Regions from separate parts of the Mus musculus genome. Here region 1 is linked to region 2. Evidence: chromatin contacts called from public HiCAR-type data. All regions are on one chromosome and are shown on one strand. Each heading gives the region's core, a stretch centred on a gene start, on an enhancer-like site or on the middle of the called end of the contact. The rest is flanking DNA. Distances are from core to core; before and after follow the strand shown. Region 1 holds the start of Vamp9 (vesicle-associated membrane protein 9). Region 2 holds the start of Fgf5 (fibroblast growth factor 5).

The links. HiCAR-type assays count read pairs that join an accessible place to other places.
Region 1: a contact with region 2 is called in a HiCAR-type map of astrocytes, with 4 times the contacts expected there. The contact joins the promoter of Vamp9 here to the promoter of Fgf5 in region 2. A contact is called at or near these places in 1 of 39 promoter capture datasets (hippocampal neurons) and 2 of 115 datasets of contacts at active chromatin or transcription factors (astrocytes and stem cell-derived neural progenitor cells).

Annotation. Positions count from the first base shown.
Region 1 is chr5:99,904,017-99,910,622 of GRCm38.p6, reverse strand. Vamp9 (vesicle-associated membrane protein 9) reads right to left here and starts at 4,358. Exons shown (of 6, transcript NM_001378420.1): 1 at 4,218-4,358. The coding sequence starts at 4,295.
Region 2 is chr5:98,249,646-98,255,802 of GRCm38.p6, reverse strand. Fgf5 (fibroblast growth factor 5) reads right to left here and starts at 1,619. Exons shown (of 3, transcript NM_010203.5): 1 at 1,043-1,619. The coding sequence starts at 1,391.

The sequences.
Region 1 (6,606 bases), core at 3,109-5,608, 1.7 Mb before region 2:
TTAAAAGATTTCCTATGCCCATAAATATTGTCTCTGATTCTGTTTATGTAGTTAATGCGGTTCTAGCATTAGAGACTGCCGGAAATTTTAAACAGTCCAGTCCTGTATCTGAAATTTTGATGAAAATAAAAAATTGTATTTTGATGCGTGAGCATCCCTTTTATATTCAACATATTAGAGCACATACATCATTACCTGGACCTATGGTTAAGGGAAATGCCATTGCTGACTCAGCCACCAGAGACATGGTTTTTCTATTACAAAGTTCTATAGAAAGTGCAAAAAATTTTCATCAACTTTATCATGTCCCTGCTTCTACATTACGACAAAAGTTTAAGCTCACACGAAAAGAAGCCCGAAATATTGTCTTACAGTGTGGTAAATGTGTAGAATTTGTTAATGCACCTTTCGTGGGTGTTAATCCTCGCGGATTGCGACCCCTAGATGTTTGGCAAATGGACGTAACGCATATCCCATCTTTTGGGAAATTACAATATGTACATGTATCCATCGATACCAGTTCTGGTGTCCTACATGCCTCTCCCATGACAGGGGAAAAAGCAGTTCATGTCATATCTCACTGCTTAGAGGCTTGGGCTGCATGGGGCAAGCCCCTAGTGTTAAAGACAGATAATGGTCCTGCATATACTTCTTCTAAATTTAGCCAATTTTGCAAACAAATGCAAGTAAAACATATTACTGGATTGCCCTATAATCCACAGGGCCAAGGCATAATTGAGAGAGCCCATCGCACTCTGAAACAATATTTGCAAAAACAGAAAGGGGGAATAGAGGCTATGACGCCAAAGATGGCTCTATCCCTTACAATATTTACTCTTAATTTTTTAAAATTGGATGATGCTGGAAGATCACCAGCTGAAAGGCACGGACAATGGCCTCAATCGCCCAATGAAATGGTCAAATGGAAAAATGTCCTTGATAATAAATGGTATGGCCCGGATCCTATTTTAATCAGATCCCGGGGAGCTATTTGTATTTTCCCACAGGGTGAAGAAAATCCACTTTGGGTCCTGACGCGACTGACAAGGACCGTGAAAGAGCAAGATGAACCCCAAGATGATTCTCCTGCTCCTGATGATTGAGACCGGGATAAGTATACCTTTGTGGGCCATAGTAAGATCATGGCCAGTACCTTTACCGGTACATTCCAATTCTTCTACCTTACCTTTATTTTTTGCAACGGAATGTTATTTGGATGCGCCTTGTGCACGACAAACTCCTCAAGAGCCACGGGTGTATAATAGTACTAGTTTTCATTTGAATTATACACTATGCTTTGTGCATAATGTGGATAAACCTTTTACACCCTGTATATTTTTAAAGAAAAAGATTATCTCTAATTGGGCAGATCCCATTAGCCAAAATAAGGGGAGCTCTGGAGTGTTGTTTAATGCTTTAACACAAGTTGCTCAAGGAGCGCAATCAGGCTCAGGTGATGTTGAAAATAATATAATTTCACCTATAAACATCACCACTATTATGATAAAGGGAAAGGTGACCATTCCCAAAAGATCACGATGGCCTGTTGGCAATGCTACTGCTATACGCAGCATGCCTTGGTGTCATCCGGACCTCGCATTTCCTATAGTTTTTTCACCTTGTCAATCAAAAATTTTCCCTCGGAAAGAAATAGCAAAGGGTTTCGTTTTGTCACCCCCACTAGATTTTGCTATAATGAACGATAAAGGAGATGCTACAGGGAAAGAATATTTGGCCATATTACCAATGGATTTTAAGCAATGAGGCAGGTGCTAGTACCAGTCTGTCAGCCTTTGCATTGCTGACTGGAACCTTTCATGAGATATTGAATGTTTCTGCCACTCTTTCCAATACCTCTACTCATTTAGATAATGTGACAACTAATAGAATTATCAGAAATATGACTACTTCTCCAGTAGAAGTTTGTGTCAATCCTCCATTTTTCTTTATATTGGCGGAATTTCAAAATAATACAGAATGGTTAGATTGTACAAATGTCACTTGTTTTTTGACGCAATGCTGGAATGGAACCAAATTCTTAGCCTTAGTGGTTCATCTACCAATCTTTGTCCCTGTGCCTGTTGAGGCAGATCCAGAGAAGTTCCCAATAACGAGTCTTATTCGGCAAAAGAGAGGTTTTGGAATCACAGCTGCCATTATTACAGCCATTGTGATGTCCGCGGCATCAGCAGTTACCGCAGGAACTGCTATGGCCCATCAAGTTAATACTGCTGACACCATAAGTCAGATAGCAGAAAAATCCTCTGAAGCATTGCTTACCCTGCAAAAGGTGGATTCTCATATCGCCTCAGGGTTAATGCTAGTGAATCAGAGAGTGGATATTTTACAACATAATATGGAACGGATGATGGATGTCATACAAATGAGTTGTGTGGCATCCACATCGCATGTGTGCATTACTCCCAATAAGTATATTAATAATTCTTTTATTAAAAGTACAGACCTATCGAATTACCTGAAGGGGAACTGGTCGCAGGAGCTGGAGAGGTTGCAGGCGAGACTGCAGATGCAGATCCTGAACCTTAATGGGACCAGAGTGGAACCAGTGACCCTCGGAGACTTTACCTCTTGGTTTACCTCTGCTTTTTCTTACTTTAAGGAATGGGTGGGAGTGATTTTGTTTGGTGCTGCCATATGCTGTGGACTGGCGTTCATGCTCTGGTTGGTATGCAAATTCAGAACCCAACAAAAACGTGACAAGGTGATTGTAACTCAGGCACTTTTAGCTATTGAAAACGGCTCCTCCCCTGAAATTTGGTTATCTATGCTCAAGAATTAGTCAGCATGAGATTAGATGAGAGAGACTCAACGATCATTGATCAGCCCTTGCTCATCAATAGGGTGATCATGATTTCCCCACTAATTCAATTTTTGGCTGGCCTCTTTTGCAGAGTTCGCCCTAGGTCATTTAGCAGTTATTGTCACACAGCACTGCGGTATCCAGAGACGGGCAACTTTCCTCGTGCACAGTCCAACCTAAGACATGGGGCCCGGTGGCGATAGGGTTACCCTATGACGGGTAAGGCTGTGACATTAGAGGAATGACCTAAAACAGGAGCCACGGCGGATGGGCATAATTGCACAGGCCTAGTCCAGTCTCATTTTATTAAAACAAACAGGGGGAGATGTGGGAAGCCACATGTGCCGTTGCTGAGTGGCACTGACTACTGCTGGCCACCATGCATAAGATTGGACAAACAACCAATGTGTACATATGCAGTAAAGTTTTTTGCAAAAACACTGCCTGGCCCAGGCATGATAATGAGGTTCTGTAAGGTACTGAGAGTATAACCAATCGGATGTGAGACATGCAAATGAGATGATAATGAGGCTCAGTGAGGTACTGAGAGAGAGTAGCCAATCAGATGAGGAACATGCAAATGAGGCTTAGTGCATAACCAATCAGGGTATGAGACACGCCTCTCCTAGGCCTATAAAAGCAGCACCAGCTCTGGGCAAAAAGTCTTTTCGCCTCTACAATCAAGCTCTCCCAATAAACGTGTGCAGAAGGATCCTGTTGCAGCGTTGTTCTTCCTGGCCAGTCGAGGGCGCGCAAGACTGTGCTAAACTAGGAGTAGTTCCTCTGTACAGGAGTACATTACAGCCTATCTTCAGCGAAACCTTTTCTACCCCCTGGGACAACTGATCTAAGGTTCAGATAGAATATTAGATGGCATCTGACAATTTCTAGGTGTGTGTGTGTGTTGGGGAACTGAACTCAGGGCCTCACACATTCTGGGCAAGCGCTCTAACGTTGTGATACATCTTGTGTTCTCACTTTTTAAAGACTGGGTCTATATAGCCCACGCTGACATCAAATTCATGGCCCTCCCACCCTGGGCGCTGAGAGTCCAAACTGCGCTGTCAGGTGGCCCTCACTGCCTGCAACTGAAGTAGTCTTGAGACCCTTACACGTTCACTAAGTGTGTTCAACTGCAGGTCATTTCCTTGTAATGGGGCTATCAACTTGGAGATGGCTATAAATCTCCGCCAGACGGCCGCGGGCAGTACGAGCCCCAACCCCTGGGTGGCGCAGGCGCAGTCCCACTCCCGCCTCGGAGGCAGCGCTTCTGGAGGGGGCGGGGACTCCCGGTCCCTGAGTCCTTCCAGGTCGCCCCGCGCCCTGAGGGGAGGCCAGGCGTGCGCCAGCCTCGAGGAACCGAACCCTCAGACGCCGAGGCGTGAGCCTCAGGTACCTGATAGGCGCCGCCGGTCAAGGCCAGCTCCGCCAGGACCGCTCGGCCATTAGCAACGCAGCTGTAGGTGATCGTCATAACCAGCAGGCCAGTGAGAGAAGCGGACCGCCTTCTAACCGCCCGCTACAGTTGGACCGCCGCTCCGCGCAGGCGCGAGGGACGGTTGATTGGCAGGGGAGGAGGCGGGGCCATCTGTGGGTCCCGCAGAGCCTGTGAGTTTGCTAGGCGAGGTCCTCGCACATGCTTGGGATTCCTGAGGTCTCTCTGTGCTCCGGGTAGTCTGGAAAACCATTTAAGAGCTGTTTAACTGCCCAGGCCTCATCTACGTGTGAATCAGTCACAATCTAGGGCTGCGAAGCTGGGGGTAGTAGGCAAAGACCCCGGAGGTCTGAGTTCGAATCCCCAGAACTCACGCTAAAAAAAAAAAAAAAAAAAAAAAAAAGAAGTAAAAAAGGCATGGTGGTTGGAGCATGTAATCCCCTTTGAGAAGTGGAGTGGTGGTGGAGACAGGTGTATCCTAGTAGCTCATTGGCCTACCTGAATTGATAAGCTTTAGGTCTGGTGAGTCTTGGTTTCAAAAAATGTGGAGCGCAACCTTGGAAGACACATCTACATGTGCACGCACATCACACACACACACACACACACACACACACACACACACACACACACCATGCACGCATGCAGCACACTTAAATTTAAGCAAGCATTGGAGGAACCTCTTGTGCACAGCCTGCATTTGGTTTTGTGAGCATGAAGACCATCTCTGAGTTGTTCTGTAACTACTCACAGAGCAGCATACGCTGAACAAATGCTGGTTACAGTTTGCGGTGACAAAAATGTTCACAGCATTGAAAGGACCCCATTAGGGGCGTAAGGGCTCCAAAGTCTCACTCTCTGACTGCCCAGTTGGGGTTCTCTGTGTTAATTATCATCTACTGTAAGAAAAAGCTTCTCTGACGAGGTTGAGCAGCGCTCTGCTCGGTGGGCATAACAATTTGTCCTTAGAGGTCATTTTATGGTAGTATGTTTCCCCTAGGCCCATGACCTATCCAAACCCAGGTTCTTGGCCACTTTTAGTGTCATATATGAGTTCCATTTCATGAAGCGGGACTTAAATCTAATCAAAAAGTAGTTGGAGGGCTGGAGAGATGGTTCATTGGTAAGAGCATTGGCTGATCTTGCAGATGACCAGGGTTCAGTTCCTAGCACGTACATAGCTGCTTACAACCATGCATAACTCCAGTTTCAAGGTATCTAACATCTGACTTCTGTGGGTTCCAGGCATCATGTGGTACACAGACATACATGCAGCCAAAATACTCATCAAATGAATATATCTTTGGAGTTGTAGCATTGGCTCAGTGGTTAAGAGCATGTGTTGCTCTTGCATAGGACCTCGGTTAAATTCTCAGTATCCACATGGTGGTTCATATCATCTGATCCAGGGGATATGACGTTCTCTTCTGACCTTTGTGGCACAAGACACATAGATTACATGCACACACACACACACACACACACACACACACACTACCCATGCGCATAAAATAAATCTAAAAGTTGGTCACTACCATATCATTTGTGCTACATCAGTACATCTTGCAGGTTCTGGACTCTGTTGTAGGTTTTATGGTTTGTAGCTTTGTGAAATCAGCTATTACTTTTCCCCTCCAGTAGTGTGCGAATTACTTCCCAGCACTATGAGTGCTAGTCAGTGGGGCAGATCTTGTATGTGGGCATCAGTCTGGTTTTTCCATGTTTAATAACATACGTAAATGTTCCTTCAGCAACAGGGCCTTGCTGTGAGGTTACAGCTCAGCTTGTTTGCTTCCTTTTTCTAGTATTTTGAGATTATAATAATTATAGCATAGCGTTTCTCCCTTCTCTTTTCTCCCCTTCCCTCTTCCAAACCCTCCCATATGCCCCTCTCCTCCAAATCCATGGCTTATTTCACTAATTGTTATTGCATGCATACATTGCATGCATGTACATATATATATTCCTAAATATAACCTGCTCACTCTATATAGTGTTCCTTGTATGTATGCTTTCAGAGATGGCTGTTGGGCGTTGGACAGTCAGTGGGTGTGTCCTTCCCTGCTACTGTTCCCAGCCTCCCTCGGTTGTCCTGAGTTCTTCATGTAAGGATGAGGGCTCACGGGCTTTTCCCGACCCACGTTGGCATGCCCATTGGTGTCGTCCTTGCTCAGCTCGTCTTTGTCCAGTCACGTGGGTGAGACTTTCTGGGTGCAGTCTTTGAAGTTACTAGGAGACACCATCTCACAGCAAACTCCCTCATCTTCTGGATCTTAAAATCCTTCTTCTTCCACAATATCCCCTTAGCCTTAGGTTCCGTGAGAGTGTTTTACAGAAGGTATCCATTGGG
Region 2 (6,157 bases), core at 370-2,869:
TCCCATGCATGCACACAGCTCCAAACCTCCGCTCACCTCAGCAGCTTAGAGCAGCGAGGGGAGTGCGAGTGATTAACGTGGTGGTCCAGAAAAGCAGATGGAATGGAGAAAACGCGGGTGGGGGTGGAAGCGAAGAGGAAAGGAGAAAGAGAGAACTCAGAAAAATTTCAGGTTGGGTGGTTGATGTTTTTTTTTTTTAAGTTATGCTCAATTTACAACCATTTCCAACCTCATCTGTAATTCTTTTAAAATTAAGAACTTTACTCCATCTGTCCCTGGAAACCAAAGGTTAACATTGTCAGGGTCTCAGCCTACTAAATGTTGTTAAACTCAGCACCGGACTTAGTCATAATACTGTCTGTCCGGTTTTCCAGATCATGTTGCTTTCTTGCAAGCAGAACTTTGCCCTTCCAAAACGCATGTACACGTAAATTCTACGTAGACCTGTGTAGTTGGTGTGCGCGCGCGCTTATGTACGCATGTATGTATCTACATATGTATGTATTCGTGTGAAAGATACCTAAGCATTCGGAGTTACATAGAGATATTAATAAACAAACATAATATGGGATATATAGGATATTTGTAGTTGGAGAATGGAAGTACTCAGATGGGTTCTTTTCATAAACGTAAATTATGTACAGGGAATAGAGATATACTTAACGCTTAAAGAAAAATGCGGTTCTAGTTCATAAGTAGAAAGAAATTGTACCAGGAGAAAGATTGTTACTTCTTTCATTATTATTATTATTTTTTTTTCTTCTCCAGCTAGAGTGGGTGGCTAGTCTTTTCGGCCCGGGCATTCTGGAAAAGAGCTGCCTGTCTCACCTCGGTAACCTCACCTGGGCTTACCCATGCTTACTACCCAAGACAGAAGGGTGCGTCTGCTCGCTCTGAGTAGACGCATCTCCACGAAACCCTACCGGACTCTTTCCAGAACCAGCAGAGTCCCAGACGCTAGGGCTCCTAGAGGTGCCTGTGGCCCAAAGGAATCTTGACCGTCCCTCCCAGAACAGGTTTTGTTGGAGAGTGAGCAACTTACTTAACACACTGGCTTCGTGGGAGCCATTGACTTTGCCATCCGGGTAGATCTGCAGATGGAAACCGATGCCCACTCTGCAGTACAGGCTGCCGGTCCGGCGCCCCGAAGGGCTCCACTGGAAACTGCTATGTTCCGAGCCGCTTCCTTGGCTGCCCGGAGAAGCTGCGACTGGTGAGGAGGCAGAAGACGAAGAAAACGTCGCGCTACTTCTGCCCCGGCTGCCGCTGGAGTCTCCCGGGTTCCTAGGAGGCGCGGGTTGCCCTTCGGGAGTGAGACGCTTCTCCCCGTGAGCCCAAGCGCTGTGGATCAGGTGGCTGCAGAAGATGAGGAAGAGCAAGGACAGGCTCATTCTTCCGGCCGCGGGGGTCCTAAGTGCATCTTGCAGGGCTGGCTCCGGGCTCCGTAGCCCCCGCGCGGCTGCGTGCCTCTGGCGCTGCCTCCCTCGCCGCACAGGGTGGACATAGCCTCGGGGAAGGGAGAGGGAGAGGGGGAGAGAGAGAGGCCACCCGAGCGGATCTCGGCGCTGGCACCGGGATATTTATAACGCCAGTGATCTCACTGCTCCGTGCACGCCTGCGAAGCTTCCCCTCACCCGCCGCTTTGTGTACTCACGGCCGGTACGGGGAGGGAGCGCCGCGGTCCCGGGGGCGGGGGTGTGAAGGAGGAGGGAGATGCGATCCCGGGAGTGGGAGGAGGTGTCTCGCCCTCAGAAGCTGCCCCCGGGACGCTGGCTGCGACCGTGCACGGGTCATGCAACCCAGCGGTTGTCAAGAGCCACCCAGTCACCCCACCCCCTGCCCGAGCCAGCGGCTCCGGAATCGGCTCCGCGCGCGCTGCTCTCCACGCAAGGGGCACGGACGGACGGCAACGTGGGCATGGGTTCCCGTCCTCTGTGGTCACATGTGTCCCAGCCAACTCACTCTTTACCCAGCACCCGCATTCCAGGTTGCTGGCCCCTGCCATCTGGAGCCTGGGAACCACTTTCCGAAGGGAACCAAAAACTGATTGGCAGCAGAACTTGGGAAGGTTTTGGGGTGGCCCAGGGTGGGAGAGAAGACTGGTTTCTCGCTGTTATTGATTTATTAAAGAACTAAGGTGTGCGTTTATTTCTCCACTAGAGAGCCACCCTGAATTGTTATGCCAGGTCTCAGGCTGCCCTCTAAGAAACTCTGTGGATGCACGACGTGTCCAGCTTTTTCTTCAGGAAAACCCATGTCTGTGTTGGAACAGGTGAACGCCCTCGAACATACACACACACACACACACACACACACACACACACACACACCAGACACACTTGAACTCCAGGCAAGGATGAATTGAGTCTGAACACCAGGACTGCCCAGTTGTCCTCTCTGACCCCATGATCCGTTGCCTGGAGGAGTTAGCCAACAGCTCTCTTCAACTTCCATTGACTGGAGGACCGACCCTAATGAATGATTAATGACAGGCCCCTGAATCTCAACCTAGGGAAACCTGAGAAGGAAGAATTTCCCCGTACGTAATGCTGGGGCTGTTATTTATCTGAGAAATATACCTGACTTGCATTCTTGGAATATTTCTGTCTGAAAACATATTTGAAACTTTAAACTACACTATGATATATCACTCATTGGTCACTTAAAATGAAAAGTCAATGAAGCCGCCCAATGGGGTCAACTCGCATCAATCATGCGAGATGTTAAGACATGACTTTATTAATTACTGAGTATCTGCTTCAGGCTTCCTATCTTCATAGTGAAAACCTATAAAACAGATGTAGATTTGTTTTCAGAATTGCAAATCTTCCGTGGATTGGGGACAAGGCAGCTGATAGCCAGTCACCTGATCAACACAGGAAATCGCCAAAGGGAGTAAAAGGAATATCCAACACAAAAGATTGTGACCTGAGGCTCGGTGCCCCTGGTGTGCACCACAGCACAAATCTCTCACAGGACAGCACTGAACTTTGAGAACAACACCAGTTTCCTTCCAAAGGGTCCATTTGAAGAGTCACTTCCGGGGCTGGCGAGATGGCTCAGCGTTTAAGAGCACTGACTGCTCTCCTGAGTTCAAATCCCAGCAACCACCTGGTGGCTCACAACCATCCGCAATGAGATCTGATGCCCTCTTCTGGGGTGTCTGAAGACAGCTACAGTTACAGTGTACTTACATATAACAAATAAGTCTTTTTAAAAATTAGCATGCTGATCTACTGTGTGTGCCTTCTGAAGAGGAAACCCTTAGTCTTACATGGTTTAGGCCACTTTTGGTGTCTCTGGATAACATCAGTAAGACTCTCGAGTGTCACTCAATCCACTGCCTAAGACTAACTTGGGTCACCAGCTCCCATCCTATGGAGTCTATGGAAGGACAGCTGGAGTACCTTCTTCCTTAGGCATCTGATCATCCCCCTGCTGCAGGGTGGGGGAAAGCAGAGGACTCTGGGAGTTTTCTAAAATTGAAACTCAGCCTCTTGACTTTTTACTCTTTGAGCTCCATTTCAGCTGAGGCAGTATCTCTGTGTTACTCTCATCTCTAGTAAGAACCAAGTTGAAGGTCAATTCCTTATCTCAGGGTGACCTAGGAAGGCTACCTACCACCTACTCTGCCTTTAGTCTGTCTCAGTTCAGGGCCTGGCCAGATGAACTTTTTCTGGCATTCGAGAGTTCGGGTGGGGCTCACTAAAAAGAGACAAACCCCAGCTGCTTTGGAGAAAGTGATTAAATTTGGCAAAGCAACTTAGCTCTCTTCTCAGAAGGCAGAAGTGTGTACATGTGCGTCTAAAACCCTGCCCCATTGCTGCATCTAAGCAAATAGAGAAATTGTCATTGATTTAATGTTTATGAAAGACTGTTAAACTGGGATTGTGTTTATTTAAGGGGTGGGGGCTGCAAAAACTGAGCCAAAGGAACTGAGACAATAACAGCATGCCTGTCACCTGCCAGTGAGCTGGGTGACCAAGCCAGCCAGCTTTCCTCTGCAGCTTAGCTAATGCTGCACACACCAGTGCTGTGCATACCTGCAGTGTTCACATCCTCTCTCACACATGACTAGCTGGTCTCAGCCAGAGCTGGGCTCAGAGGAAACTCTCTGTTGGAGGCAACAATCTCTCCTTTTAACGTCTTGGCTGCTCCCAAAATGAGTGTGACTCTATACCACATTCTCTCCATTCTCATGGGTGGCTTTCTAAAAGGCATTCACCCTAAGTCCCCTGCTGGTGTTAGTCCCCCAGTTGCTATTTATGAGCCACTGAAACCTGGACACAGTTCCTAAAAGCCTGTGCCCATAGCTTGCACCATGGTGTCATTCATTCCTCACTTCCCAGTCTCTCAGAGCTGAGAGGCTAGACCTGGAGGAAAAAAAAAAAAAAAAAAAAAAAAAAAAAAAAAAAAAACTATGTTCTTAGCTGTCTGCATTGTAAAGCTAGTAGTTCTAGAAGAGCCTGTGCAAGTACTCATTGCTGCCTAACAGAGCAATAAAACGCTCTGGCAGCTGATTGACTCCATCAATGACCTAGGCTCCAGGATAGGGGTGTGCCGTCTGTTCGGCCCCATCCCATCATGGTGGCCTTCTTCTGTCCTGTTTCCTCAGTCTCACATGCTCACTTTACTGATTTAAACCTCAAAATTGGAAGCCCCAACACCTCAGACTCCCTTTTCCTTGACCATAGAATCTGGACCCTTCCAATCTGCTCCTATTTGAGAAGAATATCAGCTACATCATTGATCTAGTTTCTAGCCCCAGAAACCCCATCTGTAAGGAAGACACAGTATAGACCTTACAAGCCTAAGAAGATAGAGGTTCAGGTGAAGGCTTCCTTTTACCTAAGGAACAGGTTCACTGTTAATGACCTTGAACTAGTTGTAAGTCAAGGCCTAGCTTTGCTGAGGCATCCCTCCTAAGTGTGCATCATGCAAGGACCAGGATGTGGGCAAAGATGCAGGTAATGACTAAGGGTGCATCACCCAGGGCAGTGCAAGCCATCCTACAGGCTCTCCTACCTGGAAGTAGACTCCAGTGCCAGGACCTTGCCTAGACTTCTGCCCCAAAGCTCCACTTGAGCCAAATCTCTGCTCCTGGCGATGCAAGTCCTTGGTGAGGTTTGTATGTCTGAGGGTCCGTGACTCATAAAACTGGAAGGTAAGGCCTCTTCTTGATATGAGGAGACAGTCAGAATCTTTTTTTGCCTACAAAAGCTGTCTTAACTCTGCTTTTAAAGGATTATGTGGCTCCCACCATTTCTGTCTCTCTTCCTTACTAAGAGGCTATGTCCACATAACAATACACACCATGTTGCGTTAGCCAGGTTTTCAGGGATGGCATATGAAGTTTCAAGAAGTTTGCTGTGGACTTCATGTGTATATTGTCTCAAAGTTCACACTGAAACTCTAAATAGTGGTACTTGGTAGTGGAACTCTGAGGAGTAAATGGCTCTGGGGATGAATTCCTCCTGAATCAGTGTTCTTATAAAAAGGGATAAGAAAAGACCTGGTTCCCTCCCCGCCCCTGCCACCATGTAAGAAAGTAAGAGCCTAGCCATAAGGTACCTTGATCTCAAACTTCACAGACTCTGGGACTGTGTAGCTCAGTTACGTGTTTTCTAAGCTATCCAGTCTCGAATGGTCTTGTTAAAACAGCTGAAGACAAAAAGCAACAAGGTTGTCTTGTGGGAAGAGTTAGGAGCTGACCTGTAGGGCCCTCAGACCATGCTGTTACCATGACCATCAATCACCTCCAGGCCTGGCTTCCCACCAACCAAGTTGGCAGCCAGCACAGCAGTCAAATTGCCTATGGCTACAGGATCAGGCTGAACAGGTTGAGAAAGGTAGGAAGGGCCTTCGGTGGAAGAAGAAAGCCAAGGAGAGCAGAAGAGGATTAGATCTCTTCCCTTGTCTTCAGAGTCCATTGATCTCTCTACAAAGGGGGGTGATGGTTGGAATTGGTCCCTGCCCTCTTTGGCATTTGTGGCATCAGATGTAAAGAGACCTCTGTAAGCTGAATGAACTCAATGAAGCCAGCTATATCTTTCTCAGTATATCTCAGTTCCCAGGCTTTTGAACTAACCTAGCGACTGTTCGTGTTTGAGCTTATGCATAAATTCATGCACCGATTTCCCCCCAAACACTGTCAAAT